Linked DNA regions of Mus musculus: all the other regions are linked to region 2. Evidence: chromatin contacts called from public Hi-C and promoter capture Hi-C data. All regions are on one chromosome and are shown on one strand. Each heading gives the region's core, a stretch centred on a gene start, on an enhancer-like site or on the middle of the called end of the contact. The rest is flanking DNA. Distances are from core to core; before and after follow the strand shown. Region 1 holds the start of Fam110a (family with sequence similarity 110, member A). Region 2 holds the start of Acss1 (acyl-CoA synthetase short-chain family member 1). Region 3 has its middle 55 kb from the start of Cst10.

Evidence for each region. Promoter capture Hi-C pulls out the DNA fragments that hold promoters and counts their contacts. Hi-C and Micro-C count contacts between places; a contact is called where the count stands out from the background.
Region 1: a promoter capture Hi-C map of pre-B cells shows a contact between it and region 2, with 5 times the contacts expected there. The contact joins the promoter of Fam110a here to the promoter of Acss1 in region 2. A contact is called at or near these places in 1 of 39 promoter capture datasets (pre-B cells) and 1 of 115 datasets of contacts at active chromatin or transcription factors (double positive thymocytes).
Region 3: a contact with region 2 is called in a Hi-C map of pro-B cells, with 4 times the contacts expected there. The contact joins the enhancer-like site here to the promoter of Acss1 in region 2. A contact is called at or near these places in 13 of 39 promoter capture datasets (the 3T3-L1 cell line, 3T3-L1-derived adipocytes, cranial neural crest and 7 more), 3 of 15 datasets of contacts at CTCF or cohesin (large pre-B cells, pro-B cells and stem cell-derived epiblast-like cells), 37 of 484 Hi-C or Micro-C datasets (the AtT-20 cell line, B cells, CD4 T cells and 25 more), 6 of 115 datasets of contacts at active chromatin or transcription factors (the 230-238 cell line, bone marrow-derived dendritic cells, large pre-B cells and 3 more) and 1 of 9 other capture datasets (embryonic stem cells).

What each region holds. Positions count from the first base shown.
Region 1 is chr2:151,978,226-151,981,548 of GRCm38.p6, forward strand. It overlaps Fam110a (family with sequence similarity 110, member A), which reads right to left and starts at 1,994. Exons shown (of 2, transcript NM_146127.3): 1 at 1,768-1,994.
Region 2 is chr2:150,666,787-150,670,219 of GRCm38.p6, forward strand. Acss1 (acyl-CoA synthetase short-chain family member 1) reads right to left here and starts at 1,454. Exons shown (of 14, transcript NM_080575.2): 1 at 1,099-1,454. The coding sequence starts at 1,411. E130215H24Rik (RIKEN cDNA E130215H24 gene) reads left to right here and starts at 708. Exons shown (of 2, transcript NR_040331.1): 1 at 708-1,171; 2 at 1,675-2,146.
Region 3 is chr2:149,348,655-149,351,766 of GRCm38.p6, forward strand. No RefSeq gene overlaps it. Among named protein-coding and RNA genes, the nearest start is that of Cst10, 55 kb to the right of the region's middle. Within about 2 kb of position 1,792, at least 3 of the 459 cell types and tissues checked have an H3K27ac peak or open chromatin away from gene starts, as enhancers often do. A contact at or near this core is called in pro-B cells, where this site is marked.

The DNA of each region.
Region 1 (3,323 bases), core at 744-3,243, 1.3 Mb after region 2:
TCCTGTCCTGCCTAGGCCTGAACTCCACATGCAGTGTTTTACCCCAGCTCAGAAATGTGAAGAAACTTGCCCAAACTCACACAGCCAATGACAAACCCCAGGCAGGGCAGTGACCTCATAACTTTCTGTAGATGTAATCACTATGTCTGTGTCTTCTCAATTAGTTGGCCCACAGTCAGGGTTCAGGATTGCAAAGCGCATCATGCTATGTGTGTAATTCTCACCCAGACCCTTTGCTAGTCATCTATGTTCCTCTTGGTGCCACAAAAGTATCTAAGGAGTTTCGGATTATTTCCCATCAGTCCTTACTGAGGGCCATTCTGCGTCTGTCCAGTTCTTGCTTGCTGCAAATCACTGAAGCACGGAGGCACCTGTCATTTTGCCTAAAGTGAGGTAGCTGGAGGAGAGAGTGTGTGTGTGTGTGCTCATAACAATGCCTATGCTGGCTCTGCTGGCCAGAGTCCACCTGAGTGACACCACCCTATCCTGCTCCACCCCCAGCACAATACACAGCAAATGGCCAACAGATGTTGGCTTTGATCATCTTGATTCTGCAAGTTTCGGCCACCCTGACATTTTTGTGCCTGTGCTAAGCATCTCATTTGCCCGACACATTCCACTGGGGAAGATAATAAACTGCTTAATAAGACACCTCACGCATAATATGGAACAGACGCTACTGAGAAAAACAGGACACTCGGGGAGAGATCAGGCTACAGGAAGCTAGACGACGTGGAAAGAAATGAGGCAGTGGTGTAACTCATCTAGTAGATTGCTCTCTTAGCACAAACCAAGCCCTGGGTTCTATCCCGAAAATGGCACAGAACTGGTGTGCCAGTGGCACATGCTTGTCATCCGAGGAGGCAGATTTAGGAAGACGGAGAGTTCAAGACCAGCCTGGTCATACATAGTAAGATTGAGGCCAGCTTGGGCCATACAAGAGTTGGAGTAGGGAGCATGACACAAAGACAGATGGACAAGCACAGCTCCCCCAGAGCCAGAATGAGGCTCAGAGGAAGAGTAGTTCCCTTCATAAGAGATCCTCCATCGAGTCGGTGATTCCCTGTGTCAAGGACTGAAGACTTCTGCATAGTTAAGTCTGTGCCTTTGAGCAACAGCCTCAACTTCACAGAACCTCAGATTCCCCACCTACGAAACGAGATCAACAACAGGGGGGTAGGTAAGAGTCCAGCCTAAATTAGATGCTCTACTTGGGAGGGTCTGACCCTGCACCCAACTCTCAAGTCCAGTTCCAGCAACTCTGGCTTAGAGGTACCACACACACACACACACACACACACACACATCCACATGACTTCCAAGGCCTTTGGATCCGCAGTCCTAGGGACTCAACCCTGCCCTGCAGTCCTAGGGACTCAACCCAGGGAGGCCCTCTGAGAGGGCAGCACTGGGAACTGGGACTCTGTAGAACCCTGTAAGGCAGAAAAGTTGCGAATGGGGAGGGAATGGTATATGTCCTGAAGGGGAACTCCAAGGGCCGGTAGGGCACGGGTAGCCTAGCCCTGGGATCCCCTGAGCCACGTCTTCCCAATAAGCCCCTTAAAGAGTAACCCGCGGGGTTCCTCTGATCGGCCAGGAGCGGGAACTGCAGAGTGGGAAAGGGAAACAGCCTGGATCCTTTGCTGGCCCCCTGGGCTGGACACTAGACACGAACTCTCCTCTGTCGACCCCCTGTACTGAGACTCTTGCCCGGGTTAATGCGTGGGCACTGCCCCGGGACCCTCCGCCTCCTACCCCCATGCTCACCTGCAGCCCACGTCCAGAGGAATCCCGCTCCTCGCCGGCTGCCGAGGCTGACAGCTGGTGGTCCCTGCAGACCTGAGAAGGCTACTACGTGTGAAGACCGGCGAGCTCTTCCGAGTGGGACGCCCTGGCTGTCCCACGATTCCCTCCGGGAGAACGTCCCTGGGGCCCCAGAGGAAAGGGAAGTGAGCCCGCCGTCCCCGTTGCTGCAATGGTTCGCCCCGGACTTCCTGATTGGCCCGTCGCTTCCGTTCGAACGGCGCGCCACCCGGGTTGCCAGGCAACATCAGGAGCCGCAGATGCAGCAGGGCGACTGCTGCCCGGAGCCCAGCTGGCCGCTTGGCCTTCCGGCTGCCCAGGCCTTGGCAGACCTTTCTTCTCTTCCAGCTGGACTTCCTCGGTCTCCAGCTGCAAGAGTTACTAGTCCCAAATTTGTTTGCTTGGTTTTGCACAGGCACTAGTACCAATATTTTTGGGGTTTTGAGGCAGGGCCTTCACACATAACTAGCCTAGCCCAGGCTGGCCACAACCTCCTTAGTACTAGGATTATAGGTCTATGCCATACCTAGCTTTCTCTCCCTTCACTTTTTTCTTTGGAGGCAGGGTCTCACCAAGTTGCCCAGGCTGACTCGGAATTCATGCGTTTTGCCCAAGTAGTCCTCACACTTGCTGCCTGACTTAAGTCTCCCCATGAGTTGGTACTAAGTGACCACCCCCCAAACTAGGCCCTACTTCCAACTCAGCAGCTACCTCTCTGTGTGTTTACCCACAATCCTCTCTCCCTCTCTGTTCCCCTAACCTGAAATGGCAAGTCAATCCTCAAACGGGCACACCCGTAGCTCCCACTGTGCTTATCAAAACCAGATCAATTATAGACGTCGATCCTGGGAAAGAAGCTGAATCGAGCTTTCTACATAATTCTTGTCAGGACTCATGACCCAGCTCTGAGGTACCTACCTTCAACGCCGCTTTCCAGCTGGGAATACCATGCATTAACTTACAACGATTAGATTAAACGACATTTAAGAACAATGGGAGAATGCTAAGGAAGTGTCATGTTTTAAGCATACTTCAAAACTCTCTGTACAGCATAGATAGATATTAAATACATAACCATACTATTTAAATAAACATAGCCTATTTACAATAACAAACAGCAACTAATTCCTTTACACTTAAAAGATAATACTTTTATTCATTCATTGAGAATTTAATACATAAACACAGTGTATTTTAGTCGTATTTACCGCACTCTCTCCCCTTAACTCCTCCTACACCCACCCTCTCTTCCTCCTGTTTTTGTTTTTTTAAAAGGCACCAAGTCTAATCTGCTGCAACCCTTTAAAAAACTGACTTTCCTTCCCCCAGAAACATTCAGCTATAACTAACTAGCTCCTCCAGTGGGGGCTCATAGCCTCTCCCCTCTCTGTACTGAAATGTTAACTGGCTTGATCATGTACAGACAACCACAGCTGCTGTGGTTTGCCGGCGCAGTGGCCCTGAAGTGCCCACAAGAGTCTGTTTTACTCTGGTCCTCTCTGACCTCTGGCTCTTACAGT
Region 2 (3,433 bases), core at 204-2,703:
ACTGCGGTACAGACAGCATAAGAGGTGAGTATTGCTTTCTCATTTTACAAATGGGGCGATTGAGACGCACCAAAGCTGAAGAGGTAGTGAAACTGCAGACACCAGATTCCACCTCTAACTTTGGTCCTTAAACAAAGCATCACCTGCCACCTCGTCTTAAAGACCTTCAGTTCGTCCCTTACGCATCTCTGACCCATCCAACCCTCGCTCCCATCCCACAGGAATGCAAAAGTTCCCAACCCTCTGCTGTGCACCAGAGACACAGCCTGTCTGTCCAGCCCCTCTCAGTCCAACCCCTCCTTCAGTTCTCGGCTCCTCCGTGTGTTTCCCTGCCTCCACCCTCAGCAGAATCCGGGCTCATCAGAAAACTGACAGCTAGAGTGACTGATGTGTCTCGTTTAGAGATCAAGGGGGAGGCTGGTACATAGTCCAAGCTGGCTTTGAGTTCAGCTCCTCTTGACTCAGACTCCGGAGAGCTGAAGTTACACCTGCCTTTGACACTGTAGACGTTTGTTTTTGGGGTGCAGTTCTTAGACCGAGAACTTCCTGCCCACATACCCCAACCGGAGGAGATAAGCAGTTCCCTCCCAGGGGCTGACACTTTCTTCTTCCTGCACCCACCAAGCTCTGTTTACACTGCAAGGTTTGTCCTCAGGGGAGCCTCGAGCCCTAGCACCTGCAGTTGCCGATAGCAACCTATGTACTTTGCGTTTACCCTGCTGATCTGGGGGCCCTGAGTCAGAAAAGCCTGGACTCTTGGAGCATGGGCTCTCTCCATCTAGGCCTATCTGGGGTCCTAAGCTTTGTGTCTGAAGACAAAGCCCCCTAGAATCTGTGTTAGGGTAGAACACTCTGAGGTTAAACCGGGTATCCCCAGTTTCCCGCTAGAGACAGCGCTGCAGACTTGGGAGGGTAACTGCTGCTTCGCCAGCTGCAGTCTCTAGATCCGGTGGAATACAGAACAAAGTGACGTGACCCAAGGATTAGGGTGGGTGGTGAAGCATTCTGGAGAAAAGAGCCAAGGCCTGGGGGCAGCTGCTACTGACTGGAGCCTCCCGAGTCTCGGCGAAAATGAGCTGGACCCAGCAAGGCACTCACCAGACACATTCAACTGGCCTCCCAGGAACCAGCCGATCTTGCCCGTCCTGAAGTCACAGTCCCAGACAGTATGGTAAGGAGTGTCCCAAACTAGTGTGTCACGGGCCAGCGGCCCCCAGAAGGCGGCCGGCTCCTGGGCTGCCTGAGCGCTCAACGCGGGGTACGAGCCTGGTTGCGCTGCTGCAGGAACGCAGCCCGGGAGTCGGGTGGCGGTCGAGCGGGACACGCTCAGTGACCACCCCGATTGTCCAGAGCGCCCTTGCAGGCCACGCAGCAGTCGCCCCACACCGCTGCCGAGGCTGCGCGCCGCCATCTCGCCCGACGCCCCACGCGGGTGCGGTAGCCTGAGCGCCCCTAAGAGTCTCCACGGCCCCGCCCCGGCTCCGCCCCCGCGGCCACCACCCACTACTTCTCTCCCGGAGAAGCAGCTTCCTTGAGCCTGCCCCTTCCCACCTCTTCCCTCCTGGACAGGGACTCCGGGAGGTGGGTAGAACTAGGTTTTGTTGTGCGCCCAGTCCGGGGCTAGCCCGCGCTCTCGGCTTCAGTTTCCTGGGTTTCTGCGATCTCTTTTTACAGACCAAATAACTTTCTGGCTGGCGACAGAAGCTGCAAGTACACGGTTGGCCCAGCCTCCGGACCTGGGACACAGGCAGCGCTCTGAGATAAGATTGGGAACGCGTCTAAGTGGTCATAAGAGCGAAGCAGCTCACAGATGGTGTGGATGAACCGTCAGTTGGTTCAGCATACCATAGATTGAAGTCAAAGCTTTCCTCCTTAGGAGACCTTCTGAGAGTAAAGCCCTCTCCCAATGGTGTGGGCCTGTACAACCATGCCACACACACATAAATCACCCGCAGCGGGCTAAAGGGCTGATGAGCAACCCTGGGGGCCTTCAAACAGGAAAGGAGGTGCTATGAAGGCCTGAGTCCAGTAACAATATTTTGGTTACCAGCTGCTGACCTCTGCCAGGGCAGGTACCACTTCCTTGGGACCCTTTGCTGATTCCAGGTGGTGGGAAGCTATGGGAAAGAATAAATCAATGTCCATATCACATTGGGCCTCGTTGACCATCAGCTCCGTCATGAAGTTCAAGTTTTTGTTACTGAATAATCAAGAGTAAAAAGAAATGTGTCTCTACCAAATACTTAAGAAGTGAATAAATAATAAAAAAAATAAACACTAGAGGTCGGAGACTTTGGAAAACTGGTTTGTGGAGTTCTTCGGGCTGGCAAAGACTTTTTCCTGTTGGCAATGACAGCTGTAGATAGGTAGTTTCCTTGGAGGGGATACTGTGGGCAAGCTGCTGAGGAGGAAGGCGGTGCCAACAACTAGCACAGGCATATGTCCTGCCCTCAGCCAAGCACTTGTCCTTAATTCAAAAGTTAGGCAAGTGGGCACAGTGGTGCACATCTGGGGTCCCAGCTATTCACGAGTCCAAGGCAAAAAGATCACACCCTGGAGACCATGAGTTTGAGAGTAGCCTGAACAACATTGCTAGTCTCCACCTTAAGAAACCAAATCAAACCAAAAGCTAGGCTAGGGCCAGAAACAAAACAATGGAACACAGAAGGTTACATAGTGCTCGAATAAATAAGGAAGCACTCAAGCTAATAAAAAGAGACTTATAAAAGAGCACATTTTAGTTGAACACATAAAGCTATAGGTAAGAGAAAGGGCAGACTCTGCCAGGTGGTCTGAGAGATACCCACCAACACTTCCTCCTCCAGTGTGTACTCGGCATTTCCTGCTCCACCAAGACCAGGAGACTGAGCTGGAGGTGTGGAAGCTGAGTTGGGGGTGTGGCTCAGAGACAAAACACCTGCCTAGCATGCACAGGCCCTGAGTTCTACTGTCAGCATGCATAACCCTCTAAAAGGATGAAGATCCAGGCTAGCTGACCTCCTAGCTTTACTCCAGAGGACATGGCAGAAGTGATACTTTGACAGGCTGGCTAGATGCCAAGGCTGTGTTGAGGAAACCCTGTGTGCTGCTTCTTTTTTTTTTGGTTGGTTGGTTCCCAGCTGCCATGGTGTGAGGGAGTTGGTCCTGCCTTCTGGGGGCAAAGAACCCACAGAGAGACTGAGTTGCACCAGCCCACAACCAGGAACAGCTCTGGACAGATGTGCATCCACCTTGGCTGCTCTATACCAGGTATGGAGCCTCACCCTCAGCACAAAAGGCCTTTCTAGTGATTTGCGAGGTTGGAAGAAGTCTCAGATAATCTTAACTTTATTACTCAGCTGTAGCTAGCTGGCACAAAAACTACTCCTAAAATGTGAGGCCTTCCCTTTGCCAGTTCCTACACCTCATCCCCTGCACGCGTTGTCTTCTCTCT
Region 3 (3,112 bases), core at 542-3,041, 1.3 Mb before region 2:
GACAGGCAGAAGCCACAGACCTTCTGAAGCAGACCCCATTTCAGGCTCCAGACATCCAGGCACCTTCCCTGCCAGAGCAGAGGTGTCCACACCGCACAGGAAGGCTTTGCCACAGCACCTGGGGGAGCCATCCTGGTTTCCGGATCCCACCAAGACTAGTCTGCATAGGTGAGAGTTTGGACTACAGAAGCTACACAGATTCTGGGACAAGCCCAGTTTCGGGCCTTCATCTTCTGCCAGGATGCAGGTCCAAGTGCCAGATATCTGTCCACCTGCCCTGCAAGAGGAGAGCTGGTGAGGATGTGGAGAAAGAGGAACACTCCTCCATTGTTGGTGGGATTGCAAGCTTGTATAACCGCTCTGGAAATCAGTCTGTTGGTTCCTTGGAAAATTGGACATAGTACTACTGGAGAATCCTGCAATACCTCTCCTGGGCATATATCCAGAAGATGTTCCAACTGGTAAGAAGGACACATGCTCCACTATGTTCATAGCAGCCTTATTTATAATAGCCAGAAGCTGGAAAGAACCCAGATGCCCCTCAACAGAGGAATGGATACAGAAAATGTGGTACATTTTCACAATAGAGTACTACTCAGCTATTAAAATGAATGATTTTATGAAATTCCTAGGCAAATGGATGGACCTGTAGGGCACCATCCTGAGTGAGGTAACCCAATCACAAAAGAACTCACACAATATGTACTCACTGATAAGTGGATATTAGCCCAGAAACTTAGAATACCCAAGATATAAGATACAATTTGTGAAACACATGAAACTCAAGAAGAATGAAGACCAAAGTGTGGACACTTTGCCCCTTCTTAGAATTGGAAACAAAACACCCATGGAAGGAGTTATAGAGACACAATTTGGAGCTGAGACAAAAGAATGGACCATCTAGAGACTGCCATATCCGGGGATCCATCCCATAATCAGTTTCCAAATGCTAACACCATTGCATGCACTAGCAAGATTTTGCTGAAAGGACCCAGATATAGCTGTCTCTTGTTTGCCTATGTCGGGGCCTAGCAAACACAGAAGTGGATGCTCACAGTCAGCTATTGGATGGATCACAGGGCCCCCAATGGAGGAGTTAGAGAAAGTAACCAAGGAGTTAATGGGATCTGCAACCCTATAGGTAGAACAACAATATGAACTACCCAGTACCCCCCAGAGCTCGTGTCTCTAGCTGCATTTGTATCAGAAGATGGCCTAGTCGGCCATCTTGGAAAGAGAGGCCCATTGCTCATGCAAACTTTATATGCCTCAGTACAGGGGAACGCCAGGGCCAAGAAGTGGGAGTGGGTGGGTGGGGGAGTGGGTCAGGGAGCGTGTGGGGGACTTTTGGGATAGCATTGGAAATTAAATGAAATAAATACCTAATAAAAATAAAATTAAAAAAGTAATGAAAATAAATAAATAAATAAAATTTTAAAAATTCTGTCAATAACTAATAATTCAGAGATAACAATTGGGGCCTCCTCCACTCTTCTAAATTACTTAAGGTGTTCATCTCATGATAAATATCTATAATTGTTTTGAATTAATGCATTTTGCTGTCCTTTATTGCATCTTCCTGCTTTTACACACTACCTGCTCAATACTTGTCAATGTCTCCTGGCCCACAAAGGGGCAGTAACTCAAGATTCTGCAGGGCATGTTCTGAATCCACAGTCAAATGATTTGCAAGACCCAGAAGAACTGCTGATAATCCTTTCAGAACTAGTCCCCAGGATGAACTGCACCTGGAACTTACACATATGACCACCAGATGGCACCCTTGATCTTCTCATGAACCCCTGTCTCCAGATCTCACAATCCATCTCACCTCGACGTATGAGAAGCAATCGGGGTTTACTGTAAATGGTGGAGCTTTGCTATATAACATGCCCTGGTGACTTCTTACAGTCACAGAAGGTATCTGTCTAAATATCTGCCAGTGCTTCTCTGGGATAACTGGTGATACTAGGCTTCAATAACCATAGCATGTATTTGCAGATGGCAGTACCCTCCCCTACCACAACTTCTTTCTTTTCCTAGATCCACCAGGAAGTCCTCAATGAGAACTTTCAGTAAATGTAAGTAGTGTAAAATTAACCACAGTGAAAGACAGGAACTTCTCAGAGTAGCAGAGAGAGAGAGAGAGAGAGAGAGAGATCATAGTTTACATTTTTTCAAAACCTCATATTCCCTTGCAGAAACTGCTTATAAAATGCTGCTTTTATGTTTAGAGTTCTCCCTAAAAGCTATGTGACAAAGCACTTATTTCCCAGTGCTTTTCCACAGCACTTGGTAGTTCTGCTAATCAATGTTAATGTTTTCCAATTGTCCTCAGTACGACAATTATGTGTGCCCTTTGTGAGAACAAAGTGGGGTATTTCCACGTTTGTTAGGATCTCTTGTCCCTGTCTTGGAGTATGAGTCACCTATCTATACATTTCCTTTCATCTGGAGATTTCAGCTGATCTAATCACGACAAATATGGTGTTCAGTTGGTTTATGGAGTTAACTATCATTTCAAACTTCTAGTGTTCTGGGCATATGGTATTTCTATATAACAGAGTGTAGTGGAAGAGTCAGAATAAGAAAGAAGAGAAGCTGTTCTAAAGACAGAAAGTATGAAAAAGCCACAGAAATCCACACTGAATATGACCAGGATTGCTGAAAAGTCTAGAGAAAGGGAGAAGAAAAGAACAGTAACAAAAGTAGCCAAAACATTCTTGAAAAATGTCAGGAGTAGTACCACATAGCTTCTGGTCTCACTGTTACAGGTGCATAACTGAAGTCAGTAATATTTCCAGGTTATTATGCCCTGGAACAAAGATTTGAACTGAGGCACATGGATAGTAACAGAAAGGGAAACAGACAAGGAAGATGTTCACTTAAGGAGAAAAACAATTCCAAGTTCACACTATACCAGAACTGGAGAGAGACCAAAGCACATAAATGATTAATAAAAACAGAATTTCTGAGTCCCTTGTTCTGAAGATGTTCCCTATAAGGCTAAGTTTCCATAACCCTATTCTCTTCACCTTCACCAACTGTGGGTCTCTGTGATAATTGCAATCTACTGTATAAAGAAGCTTCTCTGAGCACAGTTGAGAGATGC